2 separate regions of the Mus musculus genome follow, and region 2 is linked to region 1. Evidence: chromatin contacts called from public Micro-C data. All regions are on one chromosome and are shown on one strand. The core of a region is the stretch at or near the end of the contact, and the rest is flanking DNA. Distances in the headings are between cores, read along the strand shown.

The links. A called contact is a pair of places that touch in the nucleus more often than the background predicts.
Region 2: a contact with region 1 is called in a Micro-C map of embryonic stem cells, with 2.0 times the contacts expected there. The contact joins the promoter of Dusp14 here to the promoter of Hnf1b in region 1. A contact is called at or near these places in 5 of 39 promoter capture datasets (the 3T3-L1 cell line, embryonic stem cells, hematopoietic stem and progenitor cells and 2 more), 7 of 484 Hi-C or Micro-C datasets (LSK cells, embryonic stem cells, granulocyte-monocyte progenitors and 1 more), 2 of 115 datasets of contacts at active chromatin or transcription factors (embryonic stem cells and pancreatic cancer cells) and 2 of 9 other capture datasets (adipose tissue and pancreatic islet).

The regions. Positions count from the first base shown.
Region 1 is chr11:83,849,141-83,855,304 of GRCm38.p6, forward strand. Hnf1b (HNF1 homeobox B) reads left to right here and starts at 1,729. Exons shown (of 9, transcript NM_009330.3): 1 at 1,729-2,252. The coding sequence starts at 1,909. Gm12576 (a long non-coding RNA gene) reads right to left here and starts at 1,491. Exons shown (of 4, transcript XR_388929.3): 1 at 1,367-1,491; 2 at 80-1,139.
Region 2 is chr11:84,064,640-84,070,803 of GRCm38.p6, forward strand. Dusp14 (dual specificity phosphatase 14) reads right to left here and starts at 3,718. Exons shown (of 3, transcript NM_019819.3): 1 at 3,631-3,718.

The DNA of each region.
Region 1 (6,164 bases), core at 479-2,978:
AATTTCCTCCTAACAGGTTGTATCTGAAAGTGCATGCAGTAAAACAATGTACTTAGAATGTACTTAGAAGTTCCTTTACCCTGCTGATGGTTCTGACCGTTTGTCTTTCTTTGTCCAGTTCTTCCAACCCTAATGCCCGGATGCTGAGAACCTTAAGCTTCCAAACCACTGGGAACAGGCCTGCCATCTTCGCAGACAGGGGAAGTGTGTACACAGGTGTTAGCCAGCTTTGCACAGGTGGTCTTCTTCCGTGTCTACAGCTTTTCTGTATCCTGGATATTAGGAATATATTTCACAAATGAGAGAACCGAGGTTCAAAACCGCCTCTACCCTGGGGAAATGTGTGTGCCTGTGCGTGTGCGTGTGCGTGTGCGTGTGCGTGTGCGTGTGCGTGTGCGTGTGCGTGTGCGTGTGCGTGTGCGTGTGCGTGTGTGTGTGTGTGTGTGTGTGTGTGTGTGTGTATGTGTGTGTGTGTAAGCAGTTTCCTTCCCTGCAGCTCAGGTCCCTGCCTGGAGGTCTGGGTGCGGCTTGTGCCTCCTTGCTTCCTCTCCGGGTCCCAGGGGAGATGTGGCAGAAACTCCTGCCGTGCTGTGCCGAAAGGCTCAGAGCTTCCTTCCGGACCAGACCTGGGTGGGGGAAAAAACATTTTTTTTTCTTCAGTGGCTTTAGGGGTGCCTGCTCTAGGTGGCATACAAGACTCCTGCCACCACCACAGTGAACTTGTGTTTATAGAGCGCGATTCTTAACTCCCGGTACAACGGACTTCCTAGAATTAAGAACCAAAACAGTGGTCCTGGGTAATCCAGAGCTGCAACAGTCGGTCCAGCCACAGGTCAATCTACACATTCACTACTAGAAAGGAGACTCCGTAGCCCTAGTTTTGGGTGCAGAGCTCAGGCGCTGTTGGGTTCCGGGTTTAGGCAGAAGGCGAGCTCCAGGTGTCCTGCTCCCCCTTGGCTTGGCGGGGCAGGTAGCTGGTGAGCCCTGCAGCGGCAGAGCTCCACTTTCGCTACTCCCTCTGGCCATAAACGAATCGGCGTCTCCTTTCAAGGGTCCCGCAGGCCTCTAGCACGTTAACAACGCGCGGTCCTGGTCAGGAATCCGGCAAATCCAAACTACCAGGCGGAGCTGAGGAGGACCTGGAGAGCAGTAACCGAGGTAAAAAGAAATGGGGTCCCTCCAATTCGTTGTAACCGCGCCTAAAGCCACTCTTATTCCTGGCGCCCATTCCCAAAGAATCTGATTCGCCACCATCTGACTACATCTCCAGGCTTGCTACCTGCAGACAACCTGGAGGCTTTCTGCTCTCCTCACCCTCCCCCCCTCCCCCTTGCCAAGGCACCCCAACTTTGTCCAGCTCTCTCACCTGAACCCCCGAAGCGCAGTTTCTTCTTTCTGGACTAAAGCCGAACCTGTCGCTAGTGGAAAGGTCCCCCACCCCCACCCAGCCCAGGCTGCAAGCCGCTTGCTTTACCAGTCCAAAGGTCACCTAAAGTTTGGCTGATAAACAGAATCGGTAGAGAAGATTTGGAGCCCCCCAGCGTGAGTAGAATGGGCTCTGGCAAGTCCCAATCCCGGCCCAAGTCTCTCGCTCCGTTGGACTGTCCCTTAGGTTCTCCCACTTTCTCGGTTTTTCCCCCCTCCCCACCACCATTTGCATCTTGCCGAAAGCTGAGCCCTTCCCACTCATTTGCATATCTTATATGGCCTAATGGTGGAGATCATGGCAAGTTAGAAGTTTTCTGACTCCTCTCGGAGGAGTCTCCGGGACCCCAGAGAGTAACAGGTGTCTGAAAGCTAAAGGGTGGAGGGGTTCCAGGACTTGGAGTTCTCTTGTAAAACTCCCCTCCACCCTCCTCTCTCACACCCACCCATCCCCTCAACCCCTTCTTTTTCCGTCCTTGGAAAATGGTGTCCAAGCTCACGTCGCTCCAGCAAGAACTCCTGAGTGCCCTGCTGAGCTCCGGAGTCACCAAGGAAGTGCTGATCCAGGCCTTGGAGGAGTTACTGCCGTCCCCGAATTTCGGGGTGAAGCTGGAGACACTGCCCCTGTCCCCCGGGAGCGGGGCGGATCTCGACACCAAGCCGGTTTTCCATACTCTCACCAATGGCCACGCCAAGGGCCGCTTGTCTGGGGACGAGGGCTCAGAGGACGGCGACGACTATGACACTCCTCCCATCCTCAAAGAGCTCCAGGCGCTCAACACCGAGGAGGCCGCGGAGCAGCGGGCCGAGGTGGACCGGATGCTCAGGTAGGCAAGCGAGCGAGGTACGCCCTGGAGCCCGAGCAGTCTCTGGAGTCCCCGGCCCCTCACCGGAGGCATGAGGTGTACACTGCTCTCCCCAAGCCCCTTCCCCACGGGAAAAATAGCCCGGGGGCACTCCGCTTCTCTGCTAACTATTGAACCTGGCCCTCCACCGGGCGACCTGGAACCCCCAGGCTTCGTCTGCCTCCACCTATGCGGGCAGCCTGGACCCAGGCACTTTGTTGGTGGTACCCAGTCACGAGAACCGAAGGTGCGGAGCCTTAGGTCACATGACCAGAGGGGCTGGTGGGTGCAGCGAAAAGGCTGCAATTGCCCCCGGACCCACCAAACTTCCCAAACCCCAAGCCACGTATTAATCCCTGCGATCTGCAGTTCTCTGCAAAAGACCTGGCAGCATCAGTGGCCGAGGCCTGGGAAGCAAGTTCTCTGATTGTGTCCTTACAGAGCCAAGTTTAGAATTATAAAGTGGAAAGTTTGTTGTAGGGTCACCAGTGCCGGGCAAAAGAAACCATGAACAAAGGGAGAGAGAATAGGTGCTCCTAAGACCACCATGCCCTTTTGCAGAGGTGGGCGTGTACGCATCTCACTAACGACACCCCAGCAGGCTTAGGGGAGCCCAGGCTGGCTGGCGGTCCCTCCGGTGGCTGGGATCACTTGCCGGTCCTCTCGCCCGGGCCTACGCTTTGACAGCTAGTTACTAATTATCCAAGGAGCCAAGCGGCTCCCTTAGACTGCGCGTCGCTCCGGGGCCACTTGGCTTCAGAAAGGAGCCCCTCGCGTGGCCTCTGACTCTTAAGCCCTGCGGCTTCAAAGTTTCAGAGTTCCGGAGTGACTGTGGCGGCCTCCCTGGCTCGGCTTCCTCTCCTGCAGCGCGCGCTTGGGGTGGGATATGACCTTGCATTTGAATTTGCGCTTTGGGGACCCGGCCGCTCGCCCTCTAGCCAAGGCAATCTGGAGGACTTCTAAAAGTTTTTTGTTTTTTTTGTTTTTTTAACCCCTAAAATGATTTTGCTCTAATTTAAAAGCTTGGGTTTCTTTCGTTGCTGTTTCTCCACGTAGCAATGATTTTTTTTTTCCCCCTCTGGCTGAGTTTAGCGGCCTGGATGGTGTCAGGGGTAGAGGGTACAGACTGAGGTACCGAGCCCCTCGGAAGGTTTGGGACGGCAGGCTGGCAGAAAATTTATCCTGGGGCCTGGCTCAGGGACCCGGCATCCCGTCGCCAGCCCCCTGGGGCCTAGGTCCTTCCTCCTGAGAGCCACTGTCTAGTTCGCCTCGGAGCCGACTTAGGGAAGCCCGGGAGGCCGAGGGCGCCTCTCCACCGTGGTCCCCACCCCGGGCTGGACAGAGCGGAGATGTAACATAAACTGCAGCACGTGGAGTTGGGGTGTTATTAATTTATTCCTATAAATCATCAACAGAAAGTACACAAAACGTGATTAGGTTGAAAAGAGAGGCGGGTTATTCATTGGTGAAGTTGTAAACTCGGCTTAGAAAGGGAAGGAAATCAAAACGCAGGAGGGGGTGCTCGCCGGACACACGCGCGGAGGTACGGGACGCACCCCCAGGTCCCCGCGCTGCTCTGGGAAGCCGACACCCGCAGAGCTCTGCGGGCGCAGAGTCTCTGAGTCGGGGGTCTTAGGACCTGGGCCTTCTTCCCACCCCCAAGCCATGGGGAGCAGAAGGAGAGGAGCCCAGACTCTAGCTGGGGTGAGGACCCAGGGCACACCCTGAAGCTCTGTCCCATTCGCAAGCTGGTGCCGCCTTCCCTCCCCTGGGCCTGGAGCGTCTGACTTTATTAAAGTAATTTTTCAAGAAATTGCTAGCGGCTCGCAGGTCACCGCGCAGCCGACTGCAGGGTACCGGGCACTCTCTTTTGTTTTTCTCTTCCCGCTCCACCCCCTTGTTCCCCTGTAAGTCAGAAAGAAAAGAAAGGTGTGCGGGGGAGGAGGGTCACTCGGTGGCGCGCCTGGTCGCCTTTACCCTGGCTGGAAGAACCTGGCCAGAGTGGAGGGTTGCAAACGGCGGTGTCGCGCGCTCCCCGGCTGCGGGTCGGAGGCTGGTGTGCCCCAGGGGCTTAGGAGACCTGGTGGGCCACCTAGGGACCAAGGCCCCTGGTTCCCCGCGAGCCGGGACCCAGAGAGTCTCTGCTCCTGGGAAGCAAAGTCACCCTTGAGGAAGGAGCGGGCTGGACGTTGTGGCCACTGTGGGTTTGCTTTTGACACCTGCGCTGGCTCTACAAAGGCCGAGCGCTCCTCGCTACAGCGAGTTTCTCCTAGGGAGGAAACTGTATTTCCCAATAACTCTTTACCTGGGCCTCAGAGCTCTCTTCCGTAGGGAATATGCGGGGCATTCTGGGATCCGAGAAGTTTTTTTTTTTTTAGTTTTTCAGGTTTTTTTTTTTTTTTTTTGTTTTTTAAGATATAACTACGCCATCTTAACCCCCAATTCAAATATTTTTAATTCAGGGCCTGAAGGTTTTGTCTCAACGGTTTTTCTTTTGTTTTGTTTTTCTTTTTTCTTAATCATCTCGCTGTTAATTCCCCTTTTCACGGAACCACTCACGTTTAGAACACACTCTTATGCTAGGTTTTTTTTAGGTACGTAGAATAACCGGTAAAGAAGCTAAACAAAGGAAAAATGGCCAAACGATCTGTTAAAGCGATACAGTGGTAATTTTTAAAACCCAAATACTGTTTTCTCTAACTTTTGAAGCTATGGTTCGTATCTGTTAGAAATGTTTTTCCACCCTAAAAATATCTGTGGAAATGTTAACCAACAATGAGCTTTTAGACGATCGCTGTTATTTACGTGGTTATGTTTAAAATGTTGATTGCCGTGTTTTCCTCCTGCTCAGGATGAATTCTCCAGGTCTGACACTGGAACGCAGTTCCTCTGCTTTTTTTCTTACTATTTCATTATGTTGTTCTACTTTCTGGGCCTTAATAAATGCTTGAGGAATTAGTTAATTTATGTACCATTAATGTGAACGTTTACAATTCACAAAAACATCTCATTCGAAAGCCTGGCTTCTCACGAATCCGATAGCAAAGGCTTGCTGAAATAGCCACAATTCAAATGCTATACAATATCTCCCTTGATTGCTGGAGATTTTTAACGCGTTAAACAAACTAATTGATTTTTTTCAGGCACCATTGAAAAAAATAATTGTTTTACCACTGTATCTAATTTGGCCTCAGCTTCAACACCAATTTTTATTGTTTCATCTGAACCCAATTTTCTCTTTGCTTTTTGATGTCTTGTTAAGCTAATATATTGTGTGTATATGTTTGTGTATATTATATATCAACATGTAGTGAAGAATTGTTTCTATAGCTGCATTAAATAACTCATATACATACTTGTATTGTTCCTTTAATACTTTTGATCTGTGCTGTGCCTTATGAGACTTGGTCTCTTATGATTCTTAGAGACTTTCTTAGTCTCTTCATTTCAATGACAGTTCTCATTCTAAGTCACCTATTTAACAAGCAAGAAAAAGTAACAGTGAAGTTAAAACAACATTTTTTTAAAAGCCTGGGAGATACCCTCGTGCCGTGTTTATAATGCAAGCTGTGCTTGCAGTTTTGAGAAACCAGAAGCATGTCTATTCTCAGTCCAAACTTGAAATCAGGGAGAACTGCTACCTCCCAGGTGGCCTCTCTGTATCAGAGAGATGCAATCTTACAGGCAAACAGAGTATTTGGGAGCATTGTCTTACTCCCAATACTGAAATTACTCTTCCTTGATGGGTTTTATTTTAGAGGCGGGGCTGTGGATTATTTTTTAAGCATACCTGCTTTGCAAGTGTCCTGTTCAACTTGAGAGAGCGCATATTTGAGAACGCTTTGCTAAAACTCCAAAAACAATGTAATATTTGATCACAAAAGGAATCACAAC
Region 2 (6,164 bases), core at 2,468-4,967, 220 kb after region 1:
CTGGTGCATTATACAACAGGAACCAAACTAACCCCCAGCCCCATGACACGTAGCCACTTAACTATCCAAGCCTGCTGTGGTTAAACAGCAAACACACTTAGTGACCTAAGACTTCAAAGTGGACACCACTGCAGGAATGTAAATTGAGACACTCTCTTTTGAAAAAGAGCATCACTCCTAACCCAGGACTATTCATAATTGCCCAAGGCTACAAACAACTCAAAATGTTCACCAACATATGACATTGACAGGTAATGTTTACCCCAAAATGAACCAACTACAGTCTCAGACAACATACAGACGAATCTTCAAAAATCATAGTGCTGGGCTGGTGAGATGGCTCAGTGGGTAAGAGCACCCGACTGCTCTTCCGAAGGTCAGGAGTTCAAATCCCAGCAACCACATGGTGGCTCACAACCATCCGTAACAAGATCTGACTCCCTCTTCTGGAGTGTCTGAGGACAGCTACAGTGTACTTGCATATAATCAATAAATAAATCTTTAAAAAAAAAAAAAAATCATAGTGCAGGGGCTGGAGAGATGGCTCAGTGGTTAAGAACACTGGCTGCTATTTCAGAGGACCTAGCTAGGTTCAATTCCCAGCCTCCACATGGCAGCTTAAACTATCTTTAACTCTAGACTTCCCTAAGAAGACTGACACCTTCTTCTGGCCCCTCTGGGCACCAAGCACAAATATAGTACACAGACAAACCTGCAGCTGAAAACTCCACACACATAAAAAATATGAATTAAAAATTCAAACACTACAGTGCATTAATTTACACAATTATCTATATGTTCACTATATATATATATAAAATATATATTACACATAACACACACATATATCTATATATATCTATATATATAGTTATTGCAAGTGAAAAGAAAAACCTAAGCCTGGTGTTGTAGCAAATGCCTATAATCCCAGCAGCTGGGAGGCAGAGGCAGGCAGATCTCAGTGAGTTTGAGGTCATCCTGGTCTACAGAGCAAGTTTCAGGACAGCTAGGGATACACTAGAGACCCCATCGCAAACAAACAAGACCTAAAAAAAATGTTGCATAAAGGTGAAAGGGGCATGAACAGCTGTGCTGTTTAGGTTTATGCTTAGAGGTAAAAACCATAGGCAAAGGAGATTATTTCCATTATAGTCAGTACAGTAATCAGCTGTCCTGAAAAAGTAGTGGGGGGTTAGGGGGGAGGGGAAAATGCAGTAGGAGTCTGCTTCTTGGCTGTGGTTACCCTTACATCTTTCTCTAAAGTAACTGATCAAGTTACCCATTCAGTTTATTCCTTCATCGAGTACCAAAAAACAGGCTCCGATCCCAGGAAAAGAGCACTCCTCTCACTATTACTAGGTGTCTAAGGTCGTGTCTAAGGTCGTGTCTAAGGTCGTGACCCTCATTTGCTTTCTTACCTCAGCACCCAGCCCGGTGCCTTTAGAACAGCAAAACTCCTTAGTAAATGTTTGCTATGCAAAGTCATGCCCTGCTGACATGAACTTGTCAGATGAACCCTTTTCCTGCCATTGACTCCAGCTGAGCTGCGGCACCCTCCTCCATTAACGCTTTCCTTTCTGTTGTGTCACCCCAGGGAAGCGATCATAAATAATGAAGCTACCACCTTAAATGCGAGCCCTGTAAGTTTATACCCAGGCCATCGGTTGCTTTAGCAACTCTTCTGCCTTCCACTCCCTCTTGTGTCTTCTCTGTGCAAAGACAATCCGCTGCTGTTGGTCGTGCGTGCCTGTCGTGTTTGTGTATTAATAGGGAAGTTTCCATTCTGCACCTGGGAGTAAAACCAAGCATCACAACGACCCAGCTCCTTTCAAGTTGTTTGTGAGATCCTTCTGCCTGTTGCTCAGAGAGATAGTAAGGTGCTGGCAGAGTTAACATGATTTTACCTAAAAAGCATGCTACCTGTTCTAGACAGAAACCAAATTGCTATAAACCGGATCCACTCTAAAATGATTTTGTTAGCAAGTCACTTATGCAAATACACATCTTATTAAAACGCTGGGAAGAGTCTACAAGATACAAGCCAACAGAAAGACACACAGACAGCCATTCTTTTGAAGATTAAAGGAAGACAATGACCTGATCTATAAAGTCCTAATTTTTCAGATGGAATGAGCCAAGCCTTTTTTTGTGATGCTGGGAAAATATTTTTAATCCATCTTGTTAAAAAAAGGAAAAGAAATTCCTCATGCAAAGGTATACATCTAATTCAAAGATTTCTCTTAACCCTAATTTCAATCCCAAAGTCTTGAAGGATTTCCCCGATTTAGAAGCTCCAGCAGTAAATCTGTGTGCAGCTCTATTAAGGGATCTCACAGAATGCATACCTGCAGTCAGCCAGTATCAAAGGTTTCCTTCCGAGAGGAGGACTAAGCTCAGCGGCGCGGCGCTCTCGAAAAGGATGCTGAGAAGACTCGAATGAAGCCAACTGTCTCCCGTTTTATGGGGGAAAGCCAAAAATACCAAGCAGCTATTCTCCTCCCCCAAGCGTCAGTAGGTGAGTCAGAGCTGGAGGCAGGAGTGGGGCCCATGTGTCAAGCCGCCTGTGCAGGGCTCCTTCCTCCCTCCTCCCGGGAACTCTCGGCCCTCGTCTGACCTCATGGGAATTCTTAAGGTGTCTCCAGCAAGGAAGAAGTGGTGCCTCACTCTGGGGGTGCCTCACTCCTCTGTTTCTCAAGGAAACCGAGACTAAATGCCCTTTATGAGTCCACAAAAGACAACAGCAAATTGCAGCCCTAAACACAACTTTGCAAAGAATACATACAACACCCAAAGAGTTGCATCTTGTTGGAGGGACCCGGCTTTGTAGCTGAGGCCTGCGGCTGCAGACCACTGTCCCTTGGCCTCTCTGACCTTTCATTGTCCTCAGGGAGGATGTTCTGGTATCCCATTAAACTTCAAAGTTGGTACTTTTTGGAGCAAGAACTGCAGGAAACTGCGTTAAAACTCTTGGTCCACATTTCATTAAAGTCAGTTAAGAATCCGAATCCTTGCCTCCGTTTTTTACATCTACAAATCGGGAAAGCACAGCTCTCCACCTACCTCTTAGAAACTTCACTGAAAACTACCCAGAGAACGTAAACCAAATGCCGTGGGGCTCTCCTGAGTGGAAAGTATGAGGTATTGTTTTTAGTATTATTAGACCGGGAGACTACTGGTAAAACACCCCGCCTTCTCTTGCCTCTAAGATGCCCAGTTACCATAACATTAGCCGATGCCACTGGCAACATCCACTTCAATAGAAGGTAGTTATACAATCCTAAGGCGGCTACACCACTCGGCTCCCTTCCCTACCCCAAGCCCAGTACAATTCAACTTCGCTCCAGAGCAAGGATACTTAGGAGAAATAAGAGTCAGATGTGAGCATGGTGCACACCAATCTAACACCGAGGAGAGACGCTCAAGTTGAGTTCTTGGCATAGCAGAAAGCCAAGTGTTTCCAGGGGGTGGCGGGGCCGGTCGCGGGGTGCATGCTGACGCCTGCCGGCTTGGGTTCGGGGATCCCAGCCTCTCCCGCCCCGCGCCCCGAGGTCGCCGAGCACCCGCACAAAGTTTGCAGAGCCGAGGGTCGCATGCGCCCGGGCCCCTCTGGCTCTCCCCCGCACCCCGTACCGAGTGTGCCGGTGGCGGCAGCGGCGGCTCTCGGGTCCGTGCTGCTGCGAGGCTCGCGGCTTCTGCCCGCCGGCCTCGCGCGCCTCCCGCTCCCTGCGCGCTGCCGCCCTCTTCCGAGCGCGGGCCCGCAGCGGGGACGAGCGTGGGTTCCGGGCGCCGCGCGTGCGCGCTGCGGCGCGGGCAGGTCCTCCTGGCCCCGGTTCCTACTCACCTGGACTTACTCGCAGACCCCTGCTCCTTGAAGCCGCGTTGTCCTCCGGCCCAGCTTCTGAGCTGGCGTTCGAAGAATCTGTCCAAATGCAGAGAGGCAACTGCGGGAAGAGACAGAATAAAAGGTGTGAGCGCCGCAGCCAGTGACTAATCACCGCCTCTCAGCCACCCCCTCCTCCTCCCCCGGGCGAGACAGCCCCAGGTGCGGACCCAAGGGGGAAGGCAAAGCCACTCTTTTTTGCTTGTTTGTTGAGGCAAGGTCTCACTATGTAGACCAGGTTGGCCTGGAACTCACAGAGACTCGCCTGCCTCTGCCTTTATCTCCCTAAAGCTGGGATTAAAGGTATAAACCACCACGCCCTAATTCTTCCGTCAACTGCTGGGTGGATTTTGATTGACAGGTGAGGGAAGTAACTGGGGAAACTCCAAAGGAGTTAAAGACCCCTAAACCTCTGATGCATTGACAGTACCCACACTCCTAGGTACAACGAGGCTGACTTGTGGAACCCTTGAAATTTCTTTGCTCTCAACTAGCTCTCTCGCTCTCTCCCTCTCTCTTTCCTCTCTTTCTGTCCTCTTTAGGTTTTCTCACCTGAAATGAATGGATGCAAACTGACTTTAGCGCCACCCTACTCTTCTCTTCGCAAAACTGAGGGGCGATACAGGGGCGGTAGGAACGACTTCCTCCAGCCTCTGCAGTGAGTCAGACTCCAGGAGTCCTGACTTGGCGCTCGGTTGGTCCTGTGCTCACCCAAGCAATGCCCTCGCTGTAGCAAATCGCTGACATCAGAACTGCTGAAGTCAAACTAGTATTCTTGGATTTGGGGGAGGGGACAGAGGAGGAGCACGCCGCACTTAGGGCTTACTTAACAGTTTCTAGCATCTTCAAGTAAAACCTGGAGGTTTTTGTTTTACTTTCTTTCTTTTTTTAATCTCCATTGGCCAACTGGATTCAGTCTTTTTGTGGGTGCTGCAATATCTAGAAGTTTTTGTCTGTTTCCCAGACGAAAATATAACAGCAGAGGCATTTTAGTGATAATACAGGGAAAGCTAAAATGGCCTAGACTGAAGAGATTTGATGCCATTAAAAAGCATGAGAGCTTTAAAATTAGGCAAAATTAACCATTTCATGAAGAACACAAGGAGACTAAGATTAGGTTAAAGCACCGAGTTCAAACTGCATGGGAATATATCTTTCTGGTACTATTATCATTCCGGCAGTTTATTTCATGACCTGCTTTTGACATCCCTAATGTAAAAATAGCAAAATCTCTACTGGAAGTGATTGAATGCTGTTTGTATTTCTGCATGTCCCTCTACAGTGCTTCTCTCTCACACACACACACACACACACCCGTGCTGCCACCCTTTAACGCAGTGACCACCCCCAACCATATTGTTATTGTTGTTGCTACTTCCTAAGTATAATTTTGCTACTGTTTTGAACCATAACGTAAATGTCTGACATGAAGGATAGCTGATGTGGGACCCGTATGAAAGGGTCTTGGCCCACAAGCTGAGAACCTACAGTCCTGTACTCACTTCATGACTTGGTGGCAGTCACACTCCTCCTTAAATTCCATCCAGTTTTGTTTTTTGGGATCATTTTTGCTTACATTATTACTTGCACATGAGTAAGTTCTGGGTGGGGACAAGGAGCAGGACAGCTTTTGTAGACTATGCGATATAAGCCTTCCAGGAAAAGTCACACCCTAATTTAAGAGGGAGAGGCAAGCTCATGCAAAGAGACCCTTCTCTGTGTAGTTTATGCTAATGATCTAGAGTTAAGTAGAAAGGATGGCTGAAATATCTTCTCTGTAGATCTTTGCAGGGGCCCCAAGAGCCTTTGCTGGCTTCTAAGCCCTTGATATGCAGCCTGTGTGACCAAGGAACCATTTTTTTCTTTCTTTCTTTTTTAAAAAAGATTTATTTATTTTATGTATATGAGTAGTACACTGTAGCTGTACAGATGGTTGTGAGCCATCATGTAGTTGGCTGGGAATTGAACTCAGGACCTCTGCTCACTCTGGCCCCACTTGCTCTGGCCCAAAGATTTCTTTATTATTACATGTAAGTACACTGTAGCTGTCTTCAGGCACACCAGAAGAGGGAATTAGATCTCATTACAGATGGTTGTGAGCCACCATGTGGTTTCTGGGATTTGAACTCAGGACCTTCAGAAGAGCAGTCAGTGCTCATAACCACTGAGCCATCTCTCCAGCCCGGAACTCATTTTCTAATGTTAGTCCTTTTTAGTTGATTCAAATGTATTTGTTTATAGTAGCAGTGATTGAACCTAAGGTCCTTGTGCATGGCCAGCATGC